Regions from separate parts of the Ovis aries genome. Here region 2 is linked to region 1. A link is a contact called in public Hi-C data. All regions are on one chromosome and are shown on one strand. Each heading gives the region's core, a stretch centred on a gene start, on an enhancer-like site or on the middle of the called end of the contact. The rest is flanking DNA. Distances are from core to core; before and after follow the strand shown. Region 1 overlaps PSMB7 (proteasome 20S subunit beta 7). Region 2 has its middle 100 kb from the start of NEK6.

Evidence for each region. Hi-C and Micro-C count contacts between places; a contact is called where the count stands out from the background.
Region 2: a Hi-C map of liver shows a contact between it and region 1, with 4 times the contacts expected there. The contact joins two enhancer-like sites. A contact is called at or near these places in 3 of 16 Hi-C or Micro-C datasets (hypothalamus, liver and tail adipose tissue).

Annotation. Positions count from the first base shown.
Region 1 is chr3:11,447,458-11,452,302 of ARS-UI_Ramb_v3.0, forward strand. PSMB7 (proteasome 20S subunit beta 7) reads left to right here. Exons shown (of 8, transcript XM_004005645.5): 6 at 3,099-3,157. Among named protein-coding and RNA genes, the nearest start is that of PSMB7, 26 kb to the left of the region's middle. Within about 2 kb of position 2,689, at least 2 of the 54 cell types and tissues checked have an H3K27ac peak or open chromatin away from gene starts, as enhancers often do. A contact at or near this core is called in liver, where this site is marked.
Region 2 is chr3:11,665,053-11,669,897 of ARS-UI_Ramb_v3.0, forward strand. No RefSeq gene overlaps it. Among named protein-coding and RNA genes, the nearest start is that of NEK6, 100 kb to the left of the region's middle. Within about 2 kb of position 1,894, at least 5 of the 54 cell types and tissues checked have an H3K27ac peak or open chromatin away from gene starts, as enhancers often do. A contact at or near this core is called in liver, where this site is marked.

The sequences.
Region 1 (4,845 bases), core at 1,439-3,938:
GGGATAAAATATTTAAACATTTTGTGAGTCAGATGGCTGCCTTATTAACATGAAATTTGTCTTGATGGTTTATTGTATATAGTTTTAAGTGGCGTTGAAATAAAATCCAGAAAACTTGAATGAAATTATATTTAAAAAGACAAGTCTCATTGAGTTTACCATCTTTTTTCTTTTGAATGGCCAGCTCCTTCCAGTTCCTTCCCCTGGATGCATTGCCTTGAGCTTATGTGAGGATTTGCATGTTGTTCTCTTGCCATTTTGGGTGATTGCAGTCATATTTGAAATTGTCTTCTTTCTTCTGCATAGCAGACGCACATTCAGAGTTTCCTGGAAACCTGTTGACCAAGTCAGTGCATTGCATTTCCTAACACTTCTGTGTGTTTCTGAAAAGGGGGCGCCAAAGTCCTCCTTTCCTAAAATGCTAGGAGCAGGAGCTAGTTTGTAAGTGATTTAGAAATTGTTTTTAGTGTTGAATTTCCCTTTCTTTTCAGATATATTTCGAGTCTGCTTATCTTTGATCTCAGAGGAAACAGCATCAGGCAGTTTATCAAGCTCTTGTTTTCCTGAAAATGTCTCAGCTCTGTGCACGTGTGTGTCACCGGTGTGTGTTGGGGAGTGTGCTCTCAGTGGAGAAGCAGAGGTACCACGCAGTAAGGGTCCCCGTGTCCCTTCTGTATGCGCCTCTCCCACACCTTCCAGCTCTAAACATCACGGTCTCTGGTTATATGAGACACATCCACTGCATTGACAGACTTTCTTTCCTATGAGTTTAGGTTTAGTGTGCATTTCCACTTAGAGAAATTTTGTCTTCAGTACTGTTTCTCATGAAAAAAAAGCTTTCGATAAAGAAAGAATTACTGTATTGGGAGGGAAATGTTTTTTCATGTCTTAAAATTTTAGATGAAGCTAAGCAGAAGGAAATATATGTGCTCAGGAAAAGTAAGAGTAAAATTAATTTACTGTGAAACTGTCAAAGAGACGATGGCCCAGGAGAAAATACAGAGCTTGTGGCCTTTAGGGAAAGATGGCTTTAAGGTCAGTTGAGTTTTTCCTTTTACAGTAACTGATTATAGTTTTCCACAAATGTGTTAGTAAATAGCCATCTTTCCCCTGTCTTTTTCCAACGTGTGTTTCTGGCCTCTGGTGTGTGTATCCTTGGGCTCTTTGCAGAGATATTCTTGGACCAGGCTGGGAAAGAAGTATTTTTTTTCCTGTGGTTTCTTTATTTGCAGTTTTCTTGTTTCTTTGTGATAGTTGTCCTTTGTTTTCCACACGAAACCCCAGCTTGTTTTTTACTGTGGAGTTCGAGATTGGTTCTCACTCATGCCTTAAAACAGAAACTTAGGTTACTTTTCCCCCCGATCCTTGAAACTCAGAGTAAATGTGTACGTCTTAAAGCACTGGTGGACTTTGACTCTGTTTCCAGGTTTTCCAGGACACACATACTATGAAATTCCAAAGCTGGATTTTGGTCAGTTTGTGTAGATATATCTAGTTTTATTTGGGCGCACTAGTTTTCTATCTGTTTAATTCCTGTTTCCTTTCCAAAGGGCTTTTAATATCTCTTCAGGTTTCTTTTTTTTTTTTTTTTTCTTCTTTAAAAGAGGAGAAAAAAATTGTGAGAGGGGAAATGGGGTTGCCTTTTGCTCCCAAAGCCTAAATGAATAGTCATTGCCTGTAATGCCGTCTACACTCGTCGCTTCCCACTGCTTCAGATGTGATGTATCCGGTGCTGTGAAGGTAATGATCCTCAACCGCAGCAATATTCCCTAACAGGAGCATCTGTCATATTCATCGGGATTACCATGTTCATTGATTTGTGTCTGTAAATCTGCTGTTTCTACCCTTTAAATTTGATCTATAATTGGACCTCCTTAAATGGTTCAGATAAGCTAGTCTGTATTTTCTCAATGCAGCAATGCTGTCAGCTTCTCCTTTTTCATTATACATTCAGCAGACTTGATAAAATCAGCAGGACACCTCATTTGAAACTGTTTAATCGCTGCCTTTTTCCTTTGCTAAACCATTGAGGTGGTCAAGCGGTGTACACAAATCATTTTAAATAGAAAATATGGTTTTCTCTGTGACCCAGCTAAATAGATAGTGTTATGCAAAACAAGTTAAAAAGTAATAAATGCCAAAAAAATCTTCTAATTGGAGTAAAAAATTGTGGGCAACTCTATCCTCTCTCCAAAAGTAGAGTATCCTGAAATATTGCCAGAACCCTGTAAAGACAAGATGATGGTTTTCTAAAGATTCTCTGGTTTCTGAACAAAGCAAGTTTAAATTTTCCAGTGGTGCTGAGCTGCCTTTTGCATCCCTTCAAAGGGAGCCCATCCTTATTTGTAATGCCTTTACATCCTGCTTTTGTAGGGAGAAATTTGCTGTCTGTTAATATCTATGCAGCATAACCTTTCAGCCATGTGCTATTGTGATAATAAATTTTTGTTTCTTTGTCTGTCATATTGTCTACTCAGCTGTTACTCTTCAAAGTACAAACTAAAAATAATAGCTCTAAATAAATGCCACATAATAAAGTGTTTTACAGCTGTAGCTGGAATAACCTGGTGGCTGCAACGTGCAGTCCTATTACCGTTGCTGGTGCTGTGGTTTCTTCCCCGTGTGTCAGGGTGACTCTGCCAGGGCCAGCTCATTAAAACAATCTCTTCTTTCTAACTGGCTTGGTATTTAGCACTATACCCAGCAGCCTGCCAAGGCACAGTTGTGAAACACAAGAGTCACAGCACAGGATATATGAAGTTAAGTGGCATTCACTTTTTTGAACAAATAGAAATTATCCATAACCTCATTTTCTTGCTTCAGGACTTTACTGTGAATAATTTGCAGTTACTCCTGTGAGTAGGTTAGAAGTGGGGCCAGTTGCAGGTTTACCTGAGATAGTGGTAAGTGAGACCCCAGGCTTTTGAAGAGCAGCGTTTGCCTGATTTTTGTGGCCCTGTCATATTAATGTTTATACTGTGCTTGAATGTGACATTGGGTGTGTTTTGCCATTTTTGCTGCCCCACAGTAAACTTGAGAGGGAGAAGCTGAGAGTTGGTAAATATGCTAAATAAACATGCGTCTTTTCTTTCCTATAGGTTCGGGCTCCTTGGCAGCGATGGCCGTGTTTGAAGATAAATTTAGGCCAGACATGGAGGTGTGTAAGTCCCTACAGTTCTGTTCTCTTTTAGATAATCTTTCTCATATGTTGGACATTTACGAATTGATCACTGATTCCTCCAAAGTTTGAATAGTACTGCTGCTGTTAGTTGGCATGCTCTTTGGCACAGGTACTGTGTTTGCTCGGAAGACTGGTTACTCGGGAAAGCTTCAGTTTGTAGTGGCCCTGCCGTGCCCTCCCTCAGCCTCGGGGAGGCTGCACTGTTGAGTTTTTTCTGCTGGCCGTTGGGCTGTCTGGGCGTCTTCTTGATTTTAAATGTGTGACAGTGTAGGATGTTTTCTTATGCACTATCACAATGTCTCAAAACAACAGATTTTCTCACTGAGAGTAACTATGTATGTCTGTACATCCTGTCACACACACCTGGCCTGAAAATGGGGGCAGTTTGAAAAACCCCTTAGAGTGTTCTGCATTTGGCAGAGGATACCTACCCCTGTATGTAGGGTCTCTTCTCGGAGCGTGGTGTGTCTCATGTCTCACATCTAAAGAGATCTTTTTATTTTCTTGGGTAATGGGGAGGGTGGTGTTCTGAATGACATTCCACCTGTGCCTGCTTAAATGGTAGATGTACCCCCGACTCAGCAGACCCCCCAGATCTCCAGGAACACACCACCGGTCTTTCACTGTCAGTTTTGAGGGAGTGTTCCATGTGCTTGGTTACTTTGTGGTCCCACATTACTCCTCTGCAGTGCTTTATCCTCGCTGCTGAGCCAGCTTGCAGCCACGTTACGTTCTGAATGCAACCCTCATTATCTGCCCTTGGTTTTTTGATAGCTGTTAAATTTTTTCATGGAGAATATCAACTTGTTTTCGACAGTTATTGGGCTGTTTTACGAGTGGTTTACCCTGTTTCTTGATGTGTAGGTTTCTGCTGTTCCTGCTTTTGCAGTAGTGTTTTGTGTAGACACCAGAGGGTGTTTCTGGGAGTTACTTTTTGCCTTCTTGACAAAACACTGCTTTTTGCCTAATCATCTTTGGAGAAGATTGCATGTTTAAAAAATTTTGTCCTTCTCTAGCTCATTGTCATCAGTGTTAAGTGTTCTTGGAGCTCTCCTCTCAGGTTTGGGCCACGTGCCAGCAGAGCGGAGGATGTAGGGCCGTGGATGCTGCCCAGCCAGGACAGGGTCTCCTGCCAGAAGCCACTAACCAAACCCTTGGTGTGTTGAGGAGAGCACACACAAGTGACGTGGTCACTAATGGCTGGTTTTCTTTCTTTCCTTGGATATCTGCAGGAATTAAAGCATGTGATTAAAGATAGAATTCAGCTAGGTATTTTGTTCTAGAAACAATAGTCTTGCTCCAGTCAAGAATAGTAAACCAATCTAGGTATCAACTCTAAATGAGATTAGAATTCCTTTCTCATTTCTCAGTGTGAACATTTATTCCCGTATCAGCATTATTTTCTGTTTGGGGTTCTTAAGTACAGAGGAAAAATAAGGTATACTCGTTCACTTAAAAAGGAAAAATGATCTCCTAGGCGTCAAACTAAAGGAGAGGAATTCCTAAGTCTCCACAAATCCGTTAGAATTAGTGCAGGTACAGGGAGAAAGACTCTAATGATTTTCATTTAGAAAGTCACCTCGATAATATCAAGCCCTCCTTTAAACCACATTAATCTTTTCAAATGTTCTTGAAAGCTGTGTCTTTTTCCAGTTGATTGGGAC
Region 2 (4,845 bases), core at 644-3,143, 220 kb after region 1:
CTTCCTGTAGGATAAGAGAGTCCCTTTGGCATAGTATTAAGCTTAAACATATAACACCAAGTATTTTGAAAACTTTGACCTCTGGGAATGGCAATTTTATACAGTTTAACCTAATGGAACAGAAAGAATGTGGATTTGGGAATCAGGCAGCTCCAGGGACAAATATGAGTGCTGCTATTTCTTAGCTGTGAAACTTCAGGCAACCTCACCAGACCTCACTTTCCTCATTCATAAATGGAGATAACTCCTTATTCAAAGGGGTGGTAGAGGATTCAACCAAATAATTCAGGTACAGATCCAGGCAAAGATCTAGAACAGAATAAGAAGTCCTTGAAAATGTTCTTTCCCCTTTTATCCTTCCCCTAGAACAACAGTGGGACTTCCCAGGTGGCTCAGTGGTAAAGAATCCACCTGCCAATGCAGGACACGAGGGTTTGATCCCTAGGTTGAGAAGATTCCCTGGAGAAGGAAATGGCAACCCACTCCAGTATTCTTGCCTGGAAAATTCCATGGACAGAGGAGCCTGGCAGGCTATAGTCCACAGAGTCACCAGAGAGTTGGACACGACTTACAATTAAAGAACAACAGAACAACAGTGAAACAGCTCGTGCATAAGATAGCACAAGCTGAAAAAGAGAGCCCAGGTTTGGGTCTTGGTCCAGTTACCTCCTCACTGTGTATTCCTGAGGTCTATTCTGTGGACCTTAGTTTTCCCGTCTGTAAAATGGAGCGGGAGACACTCAGATCAACTTGAGGACCTTCTGGCTCTGACGGTCTGGGCTTCTCTGGCTGGAAGGGAGGGTACAGAACAGGGAATCCTGAAGTCTGGTGGGGTAAGCCTGGGGCAGCAATGGGTCACCATAATCTGTGAGGGCAGGACATTGCAATGCGGGAGAAGCAGGTCAGACCTGAACAGTGCTTCTTTCTAACCATTGCAAGATGACAGTCTTGGTTGTAATGCTGTTCATCCACAGCGTTTTAGGAGGATGGCCCCGAGATCTCTGGCTGAGTAGGTGGACAGATACCCCATTCGGCGAGGGGTACCATCTCCAGCCCTCCAGGCTAAGTGGTGGTGGAAAGGACTCAAGGCTGGTGTGGAAACGTTAAGAGACTGCGCCCCCTGGTGGCCAGGGGCTGTCATTGCAATATAGGGCTCCCAGCCCGGGAGGTGACACCCGCTGATGGGGACTTGGTCTTAGAGGGCAAATTTCTTTGCAAGAGGAAGCGCCCTGGGGGCAAGTCTTGGAAAGAGGGTGACCCAAGCTGGGTCAAGCCCGTAGGGCGGAAGGCTATTAAGGACCCTTTAGTAACCTCTTCAACAAAGTTTCCTAATCACCTACTGTGTGTCAGGCAGCGTCTTGGGCTCTCCAGCCGTGTTGTAGATGAGGCCCTTGCTCTGCGAGGAGCTCACAACTCAGCCTGCTGAGAACCTATTTATGTGTCCTGGACTCCTCACAACACTCCCGGGAGGTGAGAATGATCGTTCCCATTTTACAGGTGAGGAACTTGAGGCCCAAAGCCACACAGCTCTAAGGGTTCAGAGCTGGGATGCTTTCTTAACTGGATGACCCCCAAACTGCCCATCACATGATGTCTGTGTAGCAGCAAGAGCACAGGCGCTGTCAGGCACAAGAGCCCCTCATCCCAGGCAGCCTCCTCAGGGAAACGGGGCCTGTGAGGTGCCCCGTGGGTTCAACCAGGGAAGGAGCGCCCCCATGCCCACGCGCTGTGCCCCATGGGACCTCCTCGCACAAGCAGGGGAGCGCTCGCCCACAAGCAGGCACCCGGGAGCCCGGGCATTGTTCCCATTGTCTCGGGCCTCCCTTTGTCTCAGGAACATCCGGGGCTGGCTCCTCCCCTGGCGGAGATGGGGGCCAGCTGCCTGGAGAGCCCCGTACTGCTGCTGCCGCTCATTAGAGCCCTCACAAACGCCTCTCTCACGGGACTCCCCACCCCAGGGTCTGAGGGAGTTTGACACGAATCTAAAAATAGCTGCTGTTTTGTTCCTTTGTGGGAGGGGAGGGGCTGGCAGAGGGGCTCCAGCTCCCCTTAATGACCTGCCCACAAAGAACAAAGCCTTTTCTCTGCATTCGCTCTCGCTTCCGCAGAGGCCTCCTCAGCTCACTGAGATGGAGCCTGAATGGTGGTCCTGCTGATGGAGGCAGCGCCTGGGTCCAGGCCTCCAAGCCGGGAGGACCCAGGCCCCAGGCTGGCCGGCGGCCGCGCCCAGGGTGTAGTGCGTCCTGTGGGCGGGGCTCCGCCGGGGGAGGGGCCCGCCCGTGTCCTGTGACATTGTGTGTGATGTCATACCACATGGCGCCGTGGACGGAGTGTGGTAGTCGCTTGGTCCTGTCCGACCGTTGGCGACCTCGTGGACTGTAGCCCGCCAGGTTCCTCTGTCCATGGAATACTCCAGCAAGAATGCTGGAGTGGGTTGCCATTCCCTTCTCCAGCGCATCTTCTCCACCCAGAGATTGAACCCAGGTCTCCCGCATTGCAGGCAGATTCTTAACCGTCTGAGCTATCAGGGAAGCCCCAAATGGATGGAGTCTGGGACCGCAAATGGCTGTTTGTGGCTGATTTGTGGGCAGGTGACTCTGGGCTTATGCGTCACTGAGCCTGGCTGTGCACAGATGACACCATAAATGAGTGAACCTCGCTACACACAATTGGTATGTGTTGGTTTGACATGGGGCGATGGGGCAGACTCTGCAGGTGACACTGGAGGTGGGGCTAACTGTGCAGTGACATCATTAAGTGGCACTGGGGGAAAAAAGGCCATCAGAGGTAAGCAGAGCACACTCCTGCTGTGTCCAGGGGAGGGAGGGAAGAGTGGGACTTGGGGAGTGGTCAGGAGGATCCTGGCTTCATCCTAATGTTTGGGCCAGTTGCTCAAAGGGAGAACATATTTATATATTGCTGTCAAATTTTAAAAAGATTTCAAGCCCTAGTGGTCCAGTGGCTAAGACTCCACACTCCCATAGCAGGGGGCCTGGGTTCAATCCCTGGTCAGGGAATTAGATCCCACAGGCTAAAGATCCCACATGCTGCAACCAAGACCCGGCACAGCCAACTAAATAAATAAAAATTTTAAAAAAGATTTATCCAGATGTGACAAAAAGCTATTTGTTGTTAATCTAGGCCGTGTGATTATGAGTGATTATTGTACTACTCTTTGGGTTTTTCTGAATTTTTAACCTCTCAGAAAAATCATCAAAAGCAGTGCATGCTCATGATGGAGTTTGTTATACATGAAAGTTAACAGCAACTTCACTTCTATACGTACACTGTCCTACATGCTGCACGTGGATACCACAACCCTAGGAAGGGAGCACTCTCAGCACCCTCCCATTATACGGATGGGAAAAGTGAGGCTCAGAAGCCCTCAGGCAAGTCCGCAGTTCTCACCTCATCTTCCACACAATGTGGGATTTTGGGAAAACTCAAAATCTCCCTCTGCTGGATAACCCTGCCACTAAAAGAATGGAACCTGTGTCCCGTGTATTAGTCACCTGTGCTGCATTAAAATACCATCCCCAGATGCAATGACTTAAAATAACAGTCATCATCATTTAGTACCTCTCATGATTTCTCTGAGGGGTGGCTTTGGCTGAATGATTCCTGAGATTCCAGTAAGATGCTGGAGGGCTGCAGAATGTTGACTGGGACTGAGGATCCACTTCCAGGTTGGCTTGCTCACATTTCTAACAAGCCAGTGAGGGCTATGCTGTCTGGGTGGGCAGCTGGAGCTTCCTCACCACATGGTGCCTGGGATCAAGGGTGAGCTTCCCAGGAGAGCCAGGCAGAAGCTGTATCAGCTCCTGTGACCTGGTCTTGAAGTCCAAGCATCACATGACATCACTTCCACAGAATTCTATTGGCCATGGGGGTCAGGTCTGATTCAGTGTAGGGGTGAATTGTCAGGGACTATGAGGGGGCTGCCATTTTTATCCTACTTACAAGCTAAGAAGTTAGGCTTCTTAGATGCCCTCACTTCTTGGATGCCGACAGAAGACATGTGGCTCCAGGGTCAGACACGGAGGACAGTTTACTACTCACAATGACAGCAACAGCCAGAGAATCAGCTTTTTTTTTTTCCACCCAGTGCCCAGTTCCCACAGATCAGCATAAAGAGAGCTAGAAGTCATCTGCTCGCTCAGTGGGCTTTATTAGAGGAGAGAGCCCTGAGCTGAGGGAAACCACAGCTTCTATAATGGGCAGGAGCATGCCTGCCCTTTGCCACAGAGGGAGACATACTTTCTCTGTCTGTCTTCCGAGGAAGTTTGCCCCACACACATCCTTGATGAGAGCCCAGAACAAACGACAGTCATGCCTTGCTCACAAGCCCTACCAAAATGCAAGAGCTCTGTCTTAGTCAGCTTGGGCCGCCAGAACACAGTTCCATGGACTGAGAGGCTTAAACAACAGAAATCTGGTTTTCACAGTTGCAGAGACCAGAGAGTCCACGGTCAAGATGCCGGCCAATTTGTCTCCTTGTGAGAGATCTCTTCTTGGTTTGTAGATTGCCGCTTCTTACTGTGTCCTCACATGGCAGAGAGAGAGACTGAGAAACTCTCTTAGGAGAGAGCTCTATAAAGCCACCAGTCCTGTGGGATTAGGATCCCACCCTTACGACTTTATTTAACCTTAATCACCTCCACAAGGGCTTACCTGGTGGCTCAGAGGTAAAGAATCTTCCTACACGAGTTCAATCCCTGGTCTGGGAAGATCCCCTGGAGAAGGGAATGGCTACCGGCTCCAGTATTCCTGCCTGGGAAATCCCATGGACAGAGTCTACAGTCCACAGGGTCGCAAAGAGTAGGGCATGACTTAGCTACTAAAAAA